Regions from separate parts of the Gossypium hirsutum genome. Here all the other regions are linked to region 3. Evidence: chromatin contacts called from public Hi-C data. All regions are on one chromosome and are shown on one strand. Each heading gives the region's core, a stretch centred on a gene start, on an enhancer-like site or on the middle of the called end of the contact. The rest is flanking DNA. Distances are from core to core; before and after follow the strand shown. Region 1 holds the start of LOC107901764 (protein SET DOMAIN GROUP 41). Region 2 holds the start of LOC107901761 (polyadenylate-binding protein 3). Region 3 holds the start of LOC107901762 (cellulose synthase A catalytic subunit 5 [UDP-forming]).

The links. Hi-C and Micro-C count contacts between places; a contact is called where the count stands out from the background.
Region 1: a contact with region 3 is called in a Hi-C map of leaf, with 5 times the contacts expected there. The contact joins the promoter of LOC107901764 here to the promoter of LOC107901762 in region 3. A contact is called at or near these places in 13 of 34 Hi-C or Micro-C datasets (anther, callus, fibers and 3 more).
Region 2: a contact with region 3 is called in a Hi-C map of hypocotyl, with 4 times the contacts expected there. The contact joins the promoter of LOC107901761 here to the promoter of LOC107901762 in region 3. A contact is called at or near these places in 6 of 34 Hi-C or Micro-C datasets (anther, callus, hypocotyl and 1 more).

The regions. Positions count from the first base shown.
Region 1 is chrD06:32,361,955-32,364,879 of Gossypium_hirsutum_v2.1, forward strand. It overlaps LOC107901764 (protein SET DOMAIN GROUP 41), which reads right to left and starts at 1,330. Exons shown (of 4, transcript XM_016827903.2): 1 at 383-1,330; 2 at 211-317. The coding sequence starts at 1,103.
Region 2 is chrD06:32,048,810-32,051,631 of Gossypium_hirsutum_v2.1, forward strand. LOC107901761 (polyadenylate-binding protein 3) reads right to left here and starts at 1,274. Exons shown (of 8, transcript XM_016827901.2): 1 at 692-1,274; 2 at 1-226. The coding sequence starts at 932.
Region 3 is chrD06:32,188,413-32,191,393 of Gossypium_hirsutum_v2.1, forward strand. It overlaps LOC107901762 (cellulose synthase A catalytic subunit 5 [UDP-forming]), which reads right to left and starts at 1,624. Exons shown (of 14, transcript XM_016827902.2): 1 at 793-1,624; 2 at 1-172. The coding sequence starts at 873.

The DNA of each region.
Region 1 (2,925 bases), core at 80-2,579, 170 kb after region 3:
AGTGTCGATTCTACTTATTTTAATCCATGGGAGATTGAGACATTAGCTAGATGTATGGTATCGTTTTTACCATTTTACTACCTCATTCACTCCATTAATTGAAGCTCAACACAAGTCTAGCCACATTGCACACATTCATTTTGCAGTTCAAATCAAGCCTTGATAATCAAATCAACATTTAAATTGTTATATTAGAAAATAAGCAAACACCTTTGGTTGAAGCAAATCAGTGTATGAAACACAAACTTCCTCCCCTTTTTTTATTCTTTTTATACTCCTCACCATTATTTTCGGACCATATTTGTATCCTTCTGTTCCTGCATCAAATCAAATAATACATCAACGTAAAAACTTTTAAAACAAATCTAGTAAAAAGTTCGACCTTTATTGTACTCAGAACAGCTACAAACACCAAAGTTTTCCTCTGAAACGCTAGGAACAATTAGTAGCGCGGAACCGGAGTCCTCCCCAAACGACGTAGCATTGGGAGGCGAAACTATGAATCGATAACAAGCGTTAGGCGAACAACTGTGATTGATCCAAGAGAAGCTAGGATCATATACAGCGATTCCTAGAGAACGTCCGCTCTCGTCCTGCACTTCCACGGCGTTGGTTACAACTAAGCATAAGACGGCCTCTTCCAGTAAAACGTCGTCGCTCTGGTCTAAACTGAGCCCCTTTCGTAGTTTCCTAGCGGCTGCCATGGCAATTGCTCCCTGACGGATTTGGGCGGCGAATTCGGGAGATGAGGTAAGCTTAAGGTAGTTAGTGAGGAGGCCGTTGGTAAAGCGGTGGAGGTGGGGACAGGTGGAGGGGAGGGAAAGGAGGAGGCGGAGAGCAGTGCGGAGGTCAGAGGAGCGGGGACAGGTGAGAGGGAGGAAGGATTCGGCGGAGGAAGAAGAGATAGGGGAGTGGGAGGAGGAGCAGGGGGCGGAGCAGTAGAGAGAGCCATAGTGGTGGGGAAGAGGAGGGAAAGAGAGAGGGGAGAAGCAAGAGGAACAATGGGAAGAGAGGAAGGAATCGTGGAGGGAAAAAGAGAGGGGAAGGAGAGGTGGGGTTATGTCGTCTCCTATTTCTATGTCTTGCTTTGCTCTCATTTCCATCTCTTTCTATTAACTTACTCAAAACCTACCACCCCCGCTAAGTTGTTTTAGTTTTAAAATTTTAATAAAATCAAATCAAATATTTTATATTTTATATTTGGATGAATCTACCTACAATGTTTGATAACTTTTCTGAAAATATTTTATAAAGATTACTTTCAAGGAAACTAATATACATTTAATATTTTTTTTTATTTTTTTATTTAATTAAGTTTATTTTATATTTATAATTTTATATTTTATATTATTCTTTATAAAATAAACACGATATAAATATATTTGTTATAAAATATTACAGTACAATTTTCTTTTAACAATCAAAATTTATTTTATAATGAGAAAATATTTTGTAATAATCAATGGCATATATAAACTTAATAATAAATAATGTTTAATTAAAATTTAATTTAAATTACATATATTACATATATGAGATTACATATTGACACATTAGAGTTGTAAAGAATAAATAGAGCTAAGCATTATTTAAATAAATACTCATATTTATATAATTAAAGTATTCATATTTTATATCAAGTTAAAATATGTCATAAGTCCTTATACTCTTCGTAAATTTGAAATTTAGTCCATATATTTTTATTTTTGGGTTAGTCCGACTTTTTTAAATATCAAAATTCAAGTTCAGGTGTTAGCATTATTAAAAATATTTTGTTCAATTCAATTTTATTATAATGTTATTTTTTAGTTACATGAATATTGAGTATTTTTTATTTAAAATTGTGGCATAAAAAATATTGACAAAAAAAATTAATAATGTTAACAATTAGACTTAATTTTCAAATCTAAAAAGTAGAGGGACTAAATTCTTGAAAATAAAAGTATAGGGACTAAATTTCAAATTTGTGAAAAGCACATAAACTTACGACATATTTTAACCTTTACACTACAAAACATTTATTATTAATATATTTATAATTTTAATAAATATTTATTATTTAAATATTAATATTAAATATCTTTCAATAAAATATGAAGAATATTATTTAAAATTATTGTTTTTAAAATATATTACTAAAACAATATTGAAATATTAAATAATTTATTAAATTAATAATTTATTTTATGATTAGATATAGATAATTAAATATTTATGTTTAATATTATTGAAAATTATAATATTTTATATAAATATTTTATTAATTTTAGATATTTTTAAAAATAAAAATTTATTATTAATATAATAATATTTAAGCTTGATTTAAGTTAATTTTTATATAAAAAAATAAAATTACTCATAAATGAGCTTTGGAAAATGAATTACGCTTTTTAAAAAGGATAAATCATTTTACAAGAAAAATAGTTTATTTTCTGTTGATATGTAAGTTATTTTTCGTTAACGAAACTTTTTTTCATGAAACAAACACATGAAAATGCAAAAAAAAAAAAAAATCTGGAAGCCGTTTTCATTAAAACAACTGGAGCCTAAATAATAAATTTACACATAAGTGGTCTATACATTTGAAATTTTAATTGTAATTTATATGTACAAATATAATTTTGATTTTGATTTAATTTTATATATTTATGAAAATAAGGATATCCATTTATTTTCATGTTGAATTAATATAATTATTTTTTATGTAAAATATAAAGTGATGCTAAGTGTTAATGTTGTTAATAATTTGTGGTAATTAAATAAAATAAAAAATATATATTGTATAAAATTCATACTTAACATTGCACATTATACTAAAGTTCATCTGCAGCTTTAATATTAATTCCTCAAAATCTATCCCAATTGGGCTAAAAGATATACTACCTTATTAACAATTCAACCTACATAATTAAAATTTAAATAGTA
Region 2 (2,822 bases), core at 24-2,523, 140 kb before region 3:
CCTTTTGCTTGTCCATTTCTATCAGTAGCAACCTTGCAAGAAAGTACATTCCCGAAGGCAACGAAAATGTCATACAATGCCTTGTTATCAATAGCTGGGTCCAGGTTCTTGATAAAGACATTGGCATATCCAGTCTTACGAATAATAGGATCGCGTTGAGAAAACATAATTCGTATAGGTTTTCCATTGATGGGAGTGAAGTTAAACATTTCCTTGGCATGAGCAGCTGCAGTTTACAAACAGTGTATGTCGTCAAGACAAAGCAGTTAAGGATTCACATTAGCAGTCATCGGTCACTAAAACTTTGTAAAATACAAAAAAAAAAAAAGAGTAACTTTTTCCCCACTTCAAGACACTCGTATGTATTGATCCTAGACACAATCACGATGATCACAATCAATCACTGATCTTCATCCCATTAGCAAAAAATATGTCCAAATCATTTTTTTATTATTAATTACAATTTCCCATTTTTATTCATGAATTATCAATGATCACACTGACAAGTAAAAACAATGTCCAAGTTCAGTCTGATTATCGCAAAATCAACCAAACAATGCTTTCCAGTTTCCACCCTCTAATCAAGAATAAAATATAACAAAAATAAATAAGCATAGTAATCACTTGGATCATTTTAAAACAACAGAGAGAAAGACGATCATCTATTTCTATAAAAAAAAAAGAAAATTACCGTCTTGGTAATTGCTGTAATTGACGTAAGCATAACCGAGAGAAGATCGCTTATTCTGATCCCTACAAATTCTAATGGAAAGAACAGTTCCAACTTGGCCAAACAGATCATACAATTGCCCTTCCACCACGTTCTCCTCCAGATCCCCCACGTAAAGCGACACATTCATATAACCACTTCCCACCGCCGCGCCCCCTGCCGTTTCCGGAGCCACAGGAACCGCCGTCGTGGCCGTCGCCATCTCTGTCTCTCTCTCTCTCCGAACAAACAGAAAGTCCAAAATTCCTCTAAAATTTTAAAAACAAAAGTAGAGTTAATAAATACTAGGTTTGTTTTGACCCGTAGTATATATTATTATGTATATGAATGGAATGTTATTAATGTTTTATTATTTTTTATAACTTTTTTTCTTTTTATTAAATTTCCTATTAATTTTGGAGGAGCGCAGAGAGGGAAGGGAAAAGACAGGGAGACGCGAGACGGAGCCTTCCTATATAGTGAACGAAGCGGTTCGTTTGCACGTGCGGGTAATGACGTGGCATTCAAGGAATTTGGGGCCCCGCTTTTGTCTTTTTATGTCGTTCGTTTTTTTGCCCACACTTTTTATGTCGTTTTGTTGTTGCTGCCTGTTTAGCCTTTTTTTTAGCTTACTCGCAGAAGAAAAAGAAACCCGCGACAAAAAGAGCGAGAGTTCCAGAGCCGTCGTTTGTGACGTCGCCGAACAAGGAATATACACGTTTTCCTCTAACTTTTTTATACTACCACAATACATGGGATAATCATATGGGCAAATAATTAATAAAAGCCCAATTATTTTTAAAATTATCGAAATGACCAGGTCCTGAATTAATTATCAAAATGAACCATTTTTCTCAAAAACACATCCATGTCAGTGCATTGTCAGGGGATAAAGCAGGAAAATGCTTTTTCAAGGAAGTACTTTGTCCACGTGGACAGAAAACGCTTCCTTGAGGGCGCGCTTTGTATCCACGTGGACAAAGCGCTTCCTTGAGAAAGCGCTTTTCCGGTCTAAGATTTTTTGCAATCAAGGTTAGGGTTTGAGATTTTTGGGATTTTAATTTTTAGGGTTTTAAGAAAAAATTAAATAAATAAAGGTTTAGGGTTTCTTAATTAAATTAATTATAAATTTTAAAAAATTATAAATTAATTATTAAGTCTAAATTTATTTAAATATAGTTAAATATAGTTAAATATTAATTACAATTATTATATTTTTTCTCGAATTTTGAATTTAAACTTCTACAGTTTAAAATATATATTAAATATTAAAATATTAAAATTTATGTCAAATTCCATTATAAAGTTATTAATACTTATTTATAAATCATTCACTAACAATCGATAAAACATTTACCCATGATCTTAAGACTTAAGGAATTATTATCCTTAAAATATTCTATTATTAATATGATTGTATTATATTAAATTTCATGTATTTTTTTGCATATTATATTATATTAATATTTTTAATTTATTATAAATTTAAAATTACAGCAAAAGATAAATTTAATATATATATAAAACTTTTAACTCTTTTTCTATTTTAAAATTTGAAAATACAAAAACTCATTATATATTTTATTTTTAATTTATTATTAAAAAATTCTTTTAATAAATTTAATTTTTACTAAAAACATTTAATTTTATTAGTTTATTTTTTAGAAGAGTTTAAAATATATAACGGATAACAGCTACCTTTATTTGATTTTTCCTTAAAAACCCTAAATACTAAACCCCAATCTAATTTTTTTAAAATTTATAATTAATTTATTCAAGTAACCCTAAACCCTAATTTATTTAATTTTTTCCTTAAAAATCCTAAACACTAAACCCTAATCTAATTTTTTAAAATTTATAATTAATTTACTCAAGTAACCCTAAACCCTAATTTATTTGATTTTTTCCTTAAAAACCATAAATGCTAAACCCTAATCTAATTTTTTAAAATTTATAATTAATTTAATTAAGAAACCCTAAACCCTTATTTATTTAATTTTTTCCTTAAAACCCTAAAATTTAAAAACTCAAAACCCCCAAAACCCTAACTTTAATTACAAAAAACTCTAAACCCTAAAAAACAGGAAAGGTGCTTCCTCAAGGCAGCGCTTTG
Region 3 (2,981 bases), core at 374-2,873:
TGCATTGAGGGCATGCTTGATTGCCCTCTCTTCTTTCATATTCATAGCAAGGTCTGCATACCGGGAATGCACACTCATTGCAGGCAACAAAGGGTTCTCCATCAAGCGAAATCTCTATCTCATCTCCACAGATCTGGCAAATCTGCCCACTTAGTTCTTTAACAGAAGTCACCTGCAAGTCATAGTTACACAACTAACAACGTCAATCACCACCAGATCATTAAATATGCTTTTCAGTAAACCAAACAGAACAATTTATGTTGCCCAACGATTCAGCTTTTTTTAATAGCTTAAATAACAAAAAATGAAAATACAAAAAACAACAGTTACTAATTGCCTAAATGGGATGCATCTACCAGCTCTGAGATCTACAAACTAGATAAGATACTAAATTGGGATAACAAGGGATGATTAATGAAATTTAATTTTGTTGAATCTAGGTGTATATAAACACTATGCCAACCTCCCCCCCTCCCAAAAAAAAACGCCACAAGAGAAGAAATTTTCCTGGAATGTGATATTCTATCAAGCTGAAGAAAACAGCCACGGAAGCAAGGGTAAAAATTTCTGCTAATCCACCAACCAGAACTTTATAAGGAAAGAGAGAGAAAGGGAGAGAGAAACTCATCGAAACCCAAAAATGGGGGTAAAAAAAAGCTTTAAATCCTAAAGAAGCTACGAAGCAACACATTGACCAGCTCTTACTCGTCCCAAATCCTTCACTAACTATTGGTGTAGCCCGTAACGGGAAACAAAATACTAAAAGAGGCGATAAACTTTGAAGGTACTTACTCTTGCAATCTCATCAGCATTGATGAGAACAAACTCATTCCTGTTATGAGAACCAGCAACAAGTCTTCCTTTGGTATCCATCTACCTCCCAACCCCAACCCCAACCCCAACAACAAACACAGGTCGAAGCTTCAAAACCAAGACAAACCCCACTTCAATATAGCTATCTCTCTTTCACCTTCATCACTCAAACCTCATAAAAACCCAAACTTTACCTTCCCACCTCTCTCTCTCTCGGTTTCTCTCTCAAGCACCCTTTACAAGAACAACACCATTATACAATGAAATGAACAAAAACACAGCTTGAGAGAGAGAGAGAGAAAGAGAGAGAGAGGTAGATAACCAAATATAGAAATGGGAAGACAGCTAGAAATATAATAGTGTGATTGTCAATGATTATAATATTATAGTATTAAACAAATGAAAAAACAAATACTTTTTATTTTATTTTTTTGCCACTGTCATCTTATTGATTGATTCCTTGAGAGAGAGAGAGAGAGAGAGACCCAATTTTACCAACAATTGGTCCTCTCTGTGAATAATAAAAAATGAAAACTGTGGCTAATGTTGATCTGTGACAAAAGCCTCTAAAGGAGAGAGACAAAGGATCTGAAAGGAAAGAATCTTGTTGAAAATTCAACGCTTAACACACAAGGGACGAGACAAAGAGCAGATCAGCAAGAGAAGGGAAAAGAGAAACCAAATCTTACGTACAGATCTACTTCACATCATATTTCATTCTCTTTTACATGCACAAATTTTGCAACTTTCCATCTCAAAAGTTGTTGAACAATAAAAATCTCTCTGACTGTAAATAAACAAATAAGCAGCTGGCGACTGAGATTAAAATGGGTTGTCCCATTTTATACTTTCTTATATTTGGAGGGTAGTGGAGGTGGTGGGACCAAGGGGTTGTCCCACCGTGCCACGGTGGTGCTTGGCGGTGATAATGGGTAATTTGGAAGTTTGATATTTCAAGTTTCCTTTTTGGGTTATCAAAATGAAAGGTTTTGTTGAAGTACAAAAACTCTTTCTAAAACATCGCTTTCATTTGAGACTTTTTTTTCACGTTGTTTTAAGTTTTTTTTTTAATTTTTATTTAATGCTTTTAATTATTATTTTCAAGTTTTTCTTTTTTTAAATTATTTTTAATATTTTTTATTTATATAAATAAATAATAAGGATGTAATTATATTGAATATATATTTTTTATATATCACCATCATAAAATTATTTTTTAATTAATAATTATTTTATTTATATGAATATAATAATAAATATGTAGTTATATAATGAAAATATATTTTAAATAATTTATTATGTTAAACCTGTTTTATCTTTTAAGAGTATCAATTATTTTTTATTTATTTTCTATATATATAATTTTGTATGTAAAATATTTATTGTTTCCACCTACATTCTGAGTATGGTAAATTTTAATGTTATAAAACCAAATAGTTATCTCAAATATTATTATTTTTATATGTAAAATATTTCAAATATCATTATATTTTCACCTATATTGTAGGTATGGTAAATTCTAATATTATAAATATAATTATTTCAAATACACATATAAAAATATATAATACTAAAACTTACCACACCCATGATCTAGATTGAAAAATAAATGTAAAAATTATATTTACTAAAAATAATGATATTTGAATTAATTAATTAATTTTATAATATTAGAATTTATCATACTCACAATGTAAGTAGAAAAAATGATATATAAAAATAAAAATGATACTTTAAATAATTATTTAATTTTACAATATTAAAAATCACCTTACCCACAATATAGGTGGAAAAAAATAAATATTTGACATATAAAAATTATACAGAAAGAAAAATATATTAAAAAATTAGGTGATGTTTTTAAAAAATAAAATATATTTAACATAACGATAAATGTAAAAATAATTTTATTATATAATTGCATATTTATATTAATTTATTTATATAAATAAATGAGTTACTAATTATAAATATTTTTAACATAATAATATATATAAATATATTTTCATTATATAATTACATATTTATTATTTTATTTATATAAATAAATAAAATTATTAATTAAAAAATAAATTAAAAATAAAAACTTGAAAACAACATATTTATTAATTAAAAACATTAATTAAAAATTTTAAATTAAAAAAAAAACTTGAAACAATTGAAATAAA